2 separate regions of the Rattus norvegicus genome follow, and region 2 is linked to region 1. A link is a contact called in public Hi-C data. All regions are on one chromosome and are shown on one strand. Each heading gives the region's core, a stretch centred on a gene start, on an enhancer-like site or on the middle of the called end of the contact. The rest is flanking DNA. Distances are from core to core; before and after follow the strand shown. Region 1 has its middle 17 kb from the start of Mat1a. Region 2 overlaps Mat1a (methionine adenosyltransferase 1A).

What was found. Hi-C and Micro-C count contacts between places; a contact is called where the count stands out from the background.
Region 2: a Hi-C map of liver shows a contact between it and region 1, with 9 times the contacts expected there. The contact joins two enhancer-like sites. A contact is called at or near these places in 6 of 12 Hi-C or Micro-C datasets (the A7r5 cell line, hepatocytes, kidney and 2 more).

The regions. Positions count from the first base shown.
Region 1 is chr16:16,998,050-17,002,644 of GRCr8, reverse strand. No RefSeq gene overlaps it. Among named protein-coding and RNA genes, the nearest start is that of Mat1a, 17 kb to the left of the region's middle. Within about 2 kb of position 1,969, at least 5 of the 93 cell types and tissues checked have an H3K27ac peak or open chromatin away from gene starts, as enhancers often do. A contact at or near this core is called in hepatocytes and liver, where this site is marked.
Region 2 is chr16:17,033,179-17,037,773 of GRCr8, reverse strand. It overlaps Mat1a (methionine adenosyltransferase 1A), which reads right to left. Exons shown (of 9, transcript NM_012860.2): 9 at 2,406-4,180. The coding sequence ends at 4,078. Among named protein-coding and RNA genes, the nearest start is that of Sftpa1, 6.8 kb to the left of the region's middle. Within about 2 kb of position 2,208, at least 2 of the 93 cell types and tissues checked have an H3K27ac peak or open chromatin away from gene starts, as enhancers often do. A contact at or near this core is called in hepatocytes and liver, where this site is marked.

The DNA of each region.
Region 1 (4,595 bases), core at 720-3,219:
CAGCAGTGTCAAAACTGAGATGAGCATGGATGTGTTCAGAATTAACCAATAATTTCAGAGGAAAACACACAACGTTGGGCGGGATGAAGAGCAGGGTAGGATTGGCCGGTCCATCTCCCAACCAACGTAAGCACAGTGAGGGGAGGAAAAGGAACAAGATGCGTGCCCAGAACATATCAGGAATTCTGAGCTGCTGAGGACTCTATCCAGCTAACAGAACTCTATTCTGTTCCAATACTTTCAAGAAATTACGAGGCCAAATTTATGATTCGATCTACAACAATTAATATATTAAATTCTATACCAAGGAATCAGATGTTGCCTCTCCATTCTAGCCCTTTTTCATCTACAGCTTTCTTTGTTCTGATGTGTTGAGAATTGTGTAGACATCTGGAGGCATCCCTGAAGCCACTTTGAATAAGGTCAGCACGGCCATAGCTACCTAATGTAAAATGGTCTTGTTTTCAAAACAGTCTCAAGAAATCTTATTAAATGTATAGAGATTTCAACTGTGCCCTAAGTGAACTCATCGAAATTCAACAACAAAAATAGGAAAGCTAGAAAATACACTTTGTCCAAGCTGAGTGACCTCAGTTTGCTCCCGTAGCTGACATTAGGTCGTCGGCCTAGGGTTGTGTAATATCACCAACAGCCGTGGCAAAGTCACTGACAGTTCATCTTTTCCCCAACACAACTTCTCCAGTAAACCACACACCAACACATCAATAAAGCAGGGATTTGCAACACTCCAAAGACAGAGACTGTGGAGGAAAGAAAGAGAGAGAGAGCTTGATTTCTTTTATTAATCTTTTGTGCTTTAGAAAAAAATCTTATAAGATTTGTTTTATTTTTTTATATGTCTGCGTGTGTGTGTGTGTGTGTGTGTGTGTGTGTGTGTGTGTGTGTGTGTATGCATGAGGGGTGGGGGTTGCCCATGAAGAATGTCAGATTTCTTTTTTTTTTTTTTTGGTTCTTTTTTCCGGAGCTGGGGACCGAACCCATGGCCTTGTGCTTCCTAGGTAAGCGCTCTAACCACTGAGCTAAATCCCCAGCCCCGAATGTCAGATTTCTTGAAGCTGAAGTTACAGACATAAGTACTAGGAACAAAACTCTGCAGGAATAGCAAGTGTTCTTACCTGCTGAGCCATCTTCAGCCCTTAGACTCTCTCTCTCTCCTCTCTCTCTCCCTCTCTCTCTCACTCACTCTCACTCGCTGACTTGCTTTCTCTCTGTGTGTGTGTACATGTGTATGTATGTTGTATATGCATGTGTGCACACGTGCCTGGAGAGCAGAGGACAGCCTGGGCTGTCCTCAGGAGCCGTGCACCTTGTTTTCTATTTGTGATATGGCTTCTCTTACTAGCCTGACTGAGGCTTGCTCAGTTAGCTAACCCGGCTGATCGCCAGGACCCAAGGATCCTCCGGGCTCCTCTGCTGGAATTAAACAAACGAGTTTTCTCCTTCACCGCCTGAGTTCAGGAGATCCAACTCAGCTCATCGGACTCAGCAGTCAGTACCTTTCCTGGCTGAGTCAATCTGCTGCCATCTTTTTGTTTCCACCCGAGTGTCTTGTGTACCTTAGGCCCCAGACCCCTGTGTAGCTGAAGCTGGCCTTGAACTCCTGGCGCTTTTGTGTTTGTCCTGTAAGTGCTGGAGTTCTACCCGTGGCTTCTGATTAATAATGATCACCTGTTACATCAGGAAGGGTAAAGTAACAGCAGCTCTTGGACTGGATTCAGATCCTGCCCCGTGGGCCAGAGGCCAGCTAGCACTGTGTCCACCATCTACTTTCCCACCAGAGGTAGCCCTTTCATGCCTTCCCCGGGGCTCTGCCCTGCTTTCAGAAGTCTCCAGCAGGCCATTTCTGTCACACTCCTCTCTTTTTCTCTCCAGTCCATGCTCTCTGAACTTACACCTCTGCCTCTATAAAACACAGACACTAGCGAGGCTCGACAGAGCCCAGATTATGTAGACTCTTGCATCATGTCTGGATCATAGTACATGTTTTCTTCCTTTTAAAGGAATGGACCAAAATACCAGAGGTAGCTGAATTTCAAAACGGGACTGACGCAAATAAATACCTCGTTGGGCAGAATGGTCACACGGAAGTTATTTTGGAGCATGTAAACATTTCTTGTGACTCATAAAATCTGTCCACCAACCATGGTCAGCCTCACAGCATGGAAAGTCAGTCCGTGTGCCTCCCAGCTGTGAATCCTCCCACACTAACTTGTACTTTGGGATTCAAAAAAATCTCGGGGTGGGTTGACCTGCTGGAGCAGCAGCAGACAGGTTCGGCCTCAGCGCCTCAAATCCATTTGTCACCGTTTGAGTCAGGAACCAGAATCCTTTTCTTCTGTATAACTGCTAACAGTACACTTTACCACACCTTTACATTTTAAGTTTGATTCCTGGTCAGCTTGGAATAGAATAAACTTGAAAAGATAATCCTTTGGCCAAGTGACCCATCCATCCTAGAAGATTTGAAAAATTATTTATGGAAATGGGGGAAGACATAAATGGAGTATTTAAATAAAATAAAACCAAATGCTTTTCCCAAACAGTAAGCACGGTAAGGCATGTGAAGTCAGTCTACCACCTGAGTGGTTTCCCAACATACATTCAACAAGAAAAATCAATAAGATAGACACAGACAAATCAATACGGTGTGTAAGCAAACACTGAGCATGTGGCCCCTGGAGGCGCAAATCAATCAGCAGTAAACACGAAACGATGTCGTCTTACACGTAATAGAAGAAAATGCAAATGAAACCACAAAGAAACTGTGAAGTGTGCTTCTGTGATGGGGGGATGGTAGGAGCGAAGCATTCCTGGGTACCAGAAAGGAAGACCGCAATAGGGACCCCCATGCCCAACTGAGAGGCGCAGTGCAAATTCTTTGGCTACTTTGGAAAGCAATGCGATGCTCTCTAGGATCTTGGGAACGGACTCGACCTATGCCCAAGGCTTCCACAAGGCTCCCTTGTGTACCCTAGAGTGCCTGGAAATTTGGTAGCAATACAAATTTCAATCAGGGTGCGGTGGTAGATGCAGGAGAATTGGGAGTTCAAGGCCACATGAGACCCTTCCTAAATAAACAAATAAAATAAAGACAGAAAAGAGTGTAAGATTTTCAGTCCCAGCCCAGACTTACTGAGTGGGAGTTGGAACATCATAATTTTTAAATCTGAAGGACAACAGTAGGGGGCAAGTACTGACCCAGGAGGGGGAGCTGCATGGGGTTTCTATGGTTGAGGAAAAAAAATGTAACAACTGCTTAATGTTGATGAAATGAACCTGTCTTGGAGGCATTGAGCCTATGCATTCTAAGACTCTGGGATGGTGCTCTGGGCGGGAGATGCTGCAGGGTTCAAATGAAACCCCTTTGCTGACAGCTAGAGAAGCCTGGACTATTCAAAGCTGACAGCAAGCACACTTGTTTCCCACTTGTTATCACCAGAACAAGAAAGTCTGGGTAATGGTGGCATTGTCTGAAGACCAGTCTTTGGACTATTTTACCCTACAGGCAAGAGCATTCTACATACTGAAATAGCATGACTTTCAAGCATCTTTTGATCTTATGGGTATCCAAAGTACGTGGGCGCCATCCACACTGGTGACTAGCTTGAAGGCTGTGTTTACCAACTGTGACTACACTCATTCAACCAACGGACCAAGGTGCGAGAGCTTTCTTCATAGCAACCTATTTACAACAAATGGTTGCCCGGGCCATTGGACACGATCAAATCTAACCGAAAGCCACCAGAATTGTGGAATAGGATTAATGTTCTGCCGTCCAAACTGCTGCAGAAGCATCAGGAGAAGTCACGACAGGCACACCAGCGGCCTTTGGGAAAGCAATTAAAAAACATATTCAATGGTTAGGGTTATCCTCAAGGTAAGAGATTTATTGGTGCCTTGGCAAACAGGGTGGCAGGAGTCTGGAGTAAGTAATATCAGTTTCCCCTTTGCCTGGCAAAGTTTCTAATCTTAAAGGTTTCTGAGGGGAGGGGAGAGGAGGAGAAGGGAGGGGAGGGGAGGGGAGGGGAGGGGAGGGGAGGAGAGGGAGGCTTACGTTGTGAGGAAACGGGCTCAATGAGTATGTCGCCTGTGCCGTGCGAAAGAGAATGTACGACTCAGGCTGAGAGTTAGTCAGGAGACGTCCAGAACGGGCATTGATAAAGATCTTCACAAGCCCCTTGGGACGGAGGCTGAAGAGTCACAGAGTGGGAGCAGAGACACCAAGAAATCTCACGAGGGAGCTGGCAGAGGTACCCGGTATCCTCATCCAAGAGCACACAAGTTAGAAGAGGTAAACAGCACAGGTTTACAGGACCGGACAGGCGGACGCCAGATGCTCTTGATTTACCATGAAGAAACGACATCGAAAGAAGAAACGAATGGTGTAGCCAATGCTTGGTGTCTCCCCAAACAAACACTGTACCTGCTAAACCAGTCCTTGTACTTTCTGCCTCCTGTTCTTGAGTCTCACCAGGAAAGGGAGGAATTCATGATTACGTCACCATAGCTACTGCAGGCGATTTTAGCGAGATGCCTTAAGCATCCTCAAGACCACGGTTCCTTCAGCTCTGTGG
Region 2 (4,595 bases), core at 959-3,458, 35 kb before region 1:
ATCTATATCCGGTTCCTGTCATCACGCACTTCTTAGCTTCATCAATCTAATCTAGTTTTGCTGGCTGTATATATATATATATGAGCCACATGTGGGGCAGGCTCTGAATGGCCATTCCTTCAGTCTCTGCTCTAAACTTTGTCTCCATATCCCCTCCTATGGATATTTTTGTTCCCCCTTTAAGAAGGAGTGAAGCATCCACATTTTGATCATTCTTCTTCTAGAGCTTCATGTGGTCTGTAAATTGTACCTTGAGTAATTTGAACTTTTGGGCTAATGTCCACTTATTAGTGAGTGCATACCATGTGTGTTTTTCTGTGATTGAGCTACCTCACTCAGGATGATATTTGCCTGTAAATTTCATGAACTCATTGTTTTTGATAGCTGAGTAGTACTCCATTGTGTAAATGAACCACATTTTCTGAATCCATTCCTCTGTTGAAGGGCATCTGGGTTCTTTCCAGCTTCTGGCTATTATAAATAAGGCTGCTATGAACATAGTGGAGCTCATGTCTTTGTTGTATGTTAGGGCATCTTTTGGGTATATGCCCAAGAGAGGTATAGCTGGGTCCTCAGGTAGTTCAATGTCCAATTTTCTGAGGAACCTCCAGACTGATTTCCAGAATGGTTGTACCAGTCTGCAATCCCACCAACAATGGAGGAGTGTTCCTCTTTCTCCACATCCTTGCCAGCATCTGCTGTCACCTAAGTTTTATATCTTAGCCATTTTGACTGTCAACCTTAATTCTTAAGGTAGGGTGTCTCAATTGAACCCAGGTTTTGTCGGTATTGTCTACCTGGCCACTTGACTCTGAGTTATTTCTGCCTCCATCTCCCGAGTGCTGGAATTATAGCTGAGCTGCCACACCTACCTGAAATTAACCTGGGTAATGGGGATCTGAGCTCTTATCCTCATGATTGCCACCAGCACAGCAAGTGCCTTAACCGTTGAGCCAACTTCTCAGCCCTTCCCTCTTCTTCTATTGAGAGTGTCAAACATGCATGTAACTCACTTTGATCAAATCCACCCATTTTCCTCCCCTTCACTTTCACCCCTGTGCCCTACCACAGTTTTTTTCCCCAACTTTATGTGGAAAAAACCCCACTAACAACAGCAACAAAAAGAAAACAAAGCCAAGAGTCCATTTAGTGTGCCTTTATGTGCATAGATATGTGACCAACTACTGGAGCTGCTCAGGGGTTGCCTCCCTGGAGGAAATGGACTCTTCTGTCCCCCAGCATCACCAATTGCCAATGGCTCTTTGGTGGGTGGTAAAGCTTCATGAGCTACTCTCCTACCCAGGCTGGAATTTTGAGCCCTTCACTTTCTTCCTTTTAGTAATAATTTTTCCCGTTTTCATTCACAAACCTCCATACTGCAAATAGGCATTCCCAGATGTTTCATGGGGGTCTTGCTGCTCACAGAGGTTCTTGAAGAAGGTCACTTTTCTGTGAAGAAACTATCTCCTGACTCTAGGACTAGAGGCTGTTCTGAATGTAGAACCAACCACACCCAAGACCTGAGACCAGAATGTCTTTGACTGGTGCCTCTGTCCTCTCCTCTCAGCAATAGGCCTGGGTCTTAGACCCCAGTCCTTCCCAATGCCCAGGGCATGGGAATGAGGAGCCATGCTGACCTGCCCTCAGCCTCCTGCAAGCACATGTCCCAGAATCGATGCCTTCCCCAGTACCAACTCCTAGGAAATTACAAGAGTTCGGCTCTACCTGCTGCTTCAGCACACCTTCAGGACTTGATGACTGCAAAAGGAATTAACTATAAGAATCTCTACCTTAGAGGGACATGGAGCCAATGCAGTAACTCGCTGACAGTACAGGAGCGAGTCAGTGAGAAAATGTTAGTTCACCAGGGTTGGAGGAGCTTCCCTACAGGTCAGGGCTGGGGTAATCCTGAAAACAGCACCCAGATTTTCTGGGTGTGGGGGAGTCAGAAGTGCTCCACAGTGAAGCAGCTCATTTGCCAACAAAGCCAAGCATAGCAAGTCTGCACAGATCCCTTAGGGGATAACGGCACTTACTGTGCAAGCATGAGAACCTGAGTTCAAATCCTTAGCGCTCATCTGAAATCGCCGTGTGTGTGTGTGTGTGTGTGGCCATGTGCACACCTGCCACTCCAGCACGGTGGTGAGGGACGAAGAAAGGAGGCTCGCTTGGGCTTGCTGGCCACCAGTCTCGCTCTGTGAAGGACTGTCTCAAGGGAGTAAGAAGCAGGATACCCAGTGTCCTAGTACCCTCCCTTGGACATACGCACACACCATAAACTGCAAGAAGAGAGTCATCGCTCCTTGAGTTTTTATTCGCCAACTATCATCAGGTAATATCGACAACTAATGTCTTTGTTTCATATGAAATGTTGAAAGAAAAAAAGAGGCTCATTACACTCAGGGTTAGAACAAGTATACAATTCTGGATTTTTATTTAGATAAAGCTTAAGTTACAGGAATTCAGCCTTCTGCATACCCATCCTTCCCTCTGCTGTGAGGAACTTGGCTCCCAGGCAGCCCTGACCCCATGGAAAGACCCAAGCTTCTACATCACATACAGCTTCAGGATCTGTTGGCTCCTGGGGCTTTTCTCTCTGCTGTTTCCTCGCCCTGGTGGAATGGGGAAAGCTGGGGTCTCTGTCCAGTTAAGGCAGATGCAAGGTGTCTGCTCCTTGATGAAGCTGCTCAGTCCTTCTCCTAAGCCAGAACCATCGATATGAGCCAGGTCCGTTCCTGAAGCCACGTGTTTGAGAGCTATGAGGGCAGTATGCTGTGGGGAAGCCCCAACGAGGGACAGGCTGGGTGTGTGATGCTGATCATGATGGGACACCTAGAGACATGTTCTCAGGACTCTGCTAGACAGACACACCCAGGCTACCTGGTAAAAGTCAGTTCTTGTGAGATCTTGGGCAACTTGTCAACTGCTTGGACGCTGGCTCCTCACCTGGATCACCCACTTCCCTAGCAGCATTCAGACTGCATAAGTGTGAGGGTCCAGGGCACAAGAAAGCCTTGAAGGGTCCCCTATAGAGGCTGGTTGTCTGTGCTGGAACAACGAACTGCCTCTCCTCTGTGAGGAAGCAAGCACATGGGGCTGTCCATGATTAGATCCCATGCTCAAAGAATTCACACACCTGTCTTTGAGTGTTGGGCGCTAGGACCATGAAGCTTCCTCTTAATTACAGACCCCAGTCCAGCTTTATAGACCAAGATGCTCAGCTTTCCTTAAGCCCTCTTCCAGAACAAATGAGACACTTACATGTTTCCATCTTGATTTTGTGGGAACACTGTCCAGGGCTCACCAAGAGCCATTAGGTTCATCTAATTCTCCTGAAACCCAGGCCTTAAATAAGAGGTCATAACCTCTTGTCAATCCATGTGTCATCACTCTGGTCAACATCTTGTTTGGGATGCAGGTGTGAGGGTTAGAGTCAAAATTCCTAGAGTCAAGATCTGTTTCTTGACTCTGGTGCACGCAGCTATAGGAACCTGTCAGAGCTCCATAACTCTCCGAGCCTCAGTTTCCCCATCTGTCACTGTGGATAATGACGATACCACCTTATTGTGTTGGGATGAAGAACACACAGCTCAGTCCCTCACAGAATGCAGATGTTCAGGGGACACTGACCATATCCTAGGGAGCAGATGCCCAGTCTCAGAGGGACCCTGAGGAAGCCCCGGCTCAGGACCTCTGGCTGCCAATGTAAAGGGGAAGCCAGAGATATGGGACAAAACATTCGTCTGGGCACATGTCCAGGACGGAGGAAGAGATGGCCTGGTTAGCTTCAGACTACGGGAGGGGATGATAGGAGCAACTTTTACACAAAATTAACATTGCTGTCATCTGAGAGACAGGGAGGGAACACTGACTATCCTTGCAAGGAGACCTGATGACCTAGCACCAGAAACCACCTGCCTTGCCACTAATAAGATGTTTGCAGATTGCCGGGTAGGGGGAAAATCAGAGGAAGCTGGCTTTGCCATGAGGGTGGGAAGCAGGGAGGGCTCTCTGAGACCAGGGAGTTGAGATCTTGAGGAGGTTGAGTATAGGACAGAGCTAAGCTTCCCGGCAGCTCTAAAACACAAGCTTCTTGGGGACCTCCCAGGGAAACTCGCTTCTTCCGAAATGACCATAGCATGCAGTCTTCTGGTAGATGGGCTTCTTCAGATCCAAGTCCCTGCACAGTCGGGGAAGGCAAAGATCATTTTTAGATGGGAAATGGTAGTGGGCCCTGGGGGTGGTCCTAGAAGGGGCTTTCCCTCCCACGCCTGCACCCTATCTACACCACAGTGCTCTCCTCTTTAGGTTAAGAAGTGGAAGCTCCAAGTCAGAGATGGCTGAGCAATAACACGCCAGGACCAGGATAAAAACTCTGCCTGAGGTAACTCTCTCTACTCCATTGGTTTAGCCAAGGCCAGTGTTCTCATAGCCAAGAGCCAGAGACTAGGGATGCCATGACAGCGTGTAGGAATGGACTGGCCTACTGAATTCCTAGACATCTGGCTGAGATGCTCCAGTTGCTCAAAGATGGATTCACCAGCACTACTTTCTGCTGGACCTCCTTCTGCTGGAAAGCAGACACCCTTGTTGAG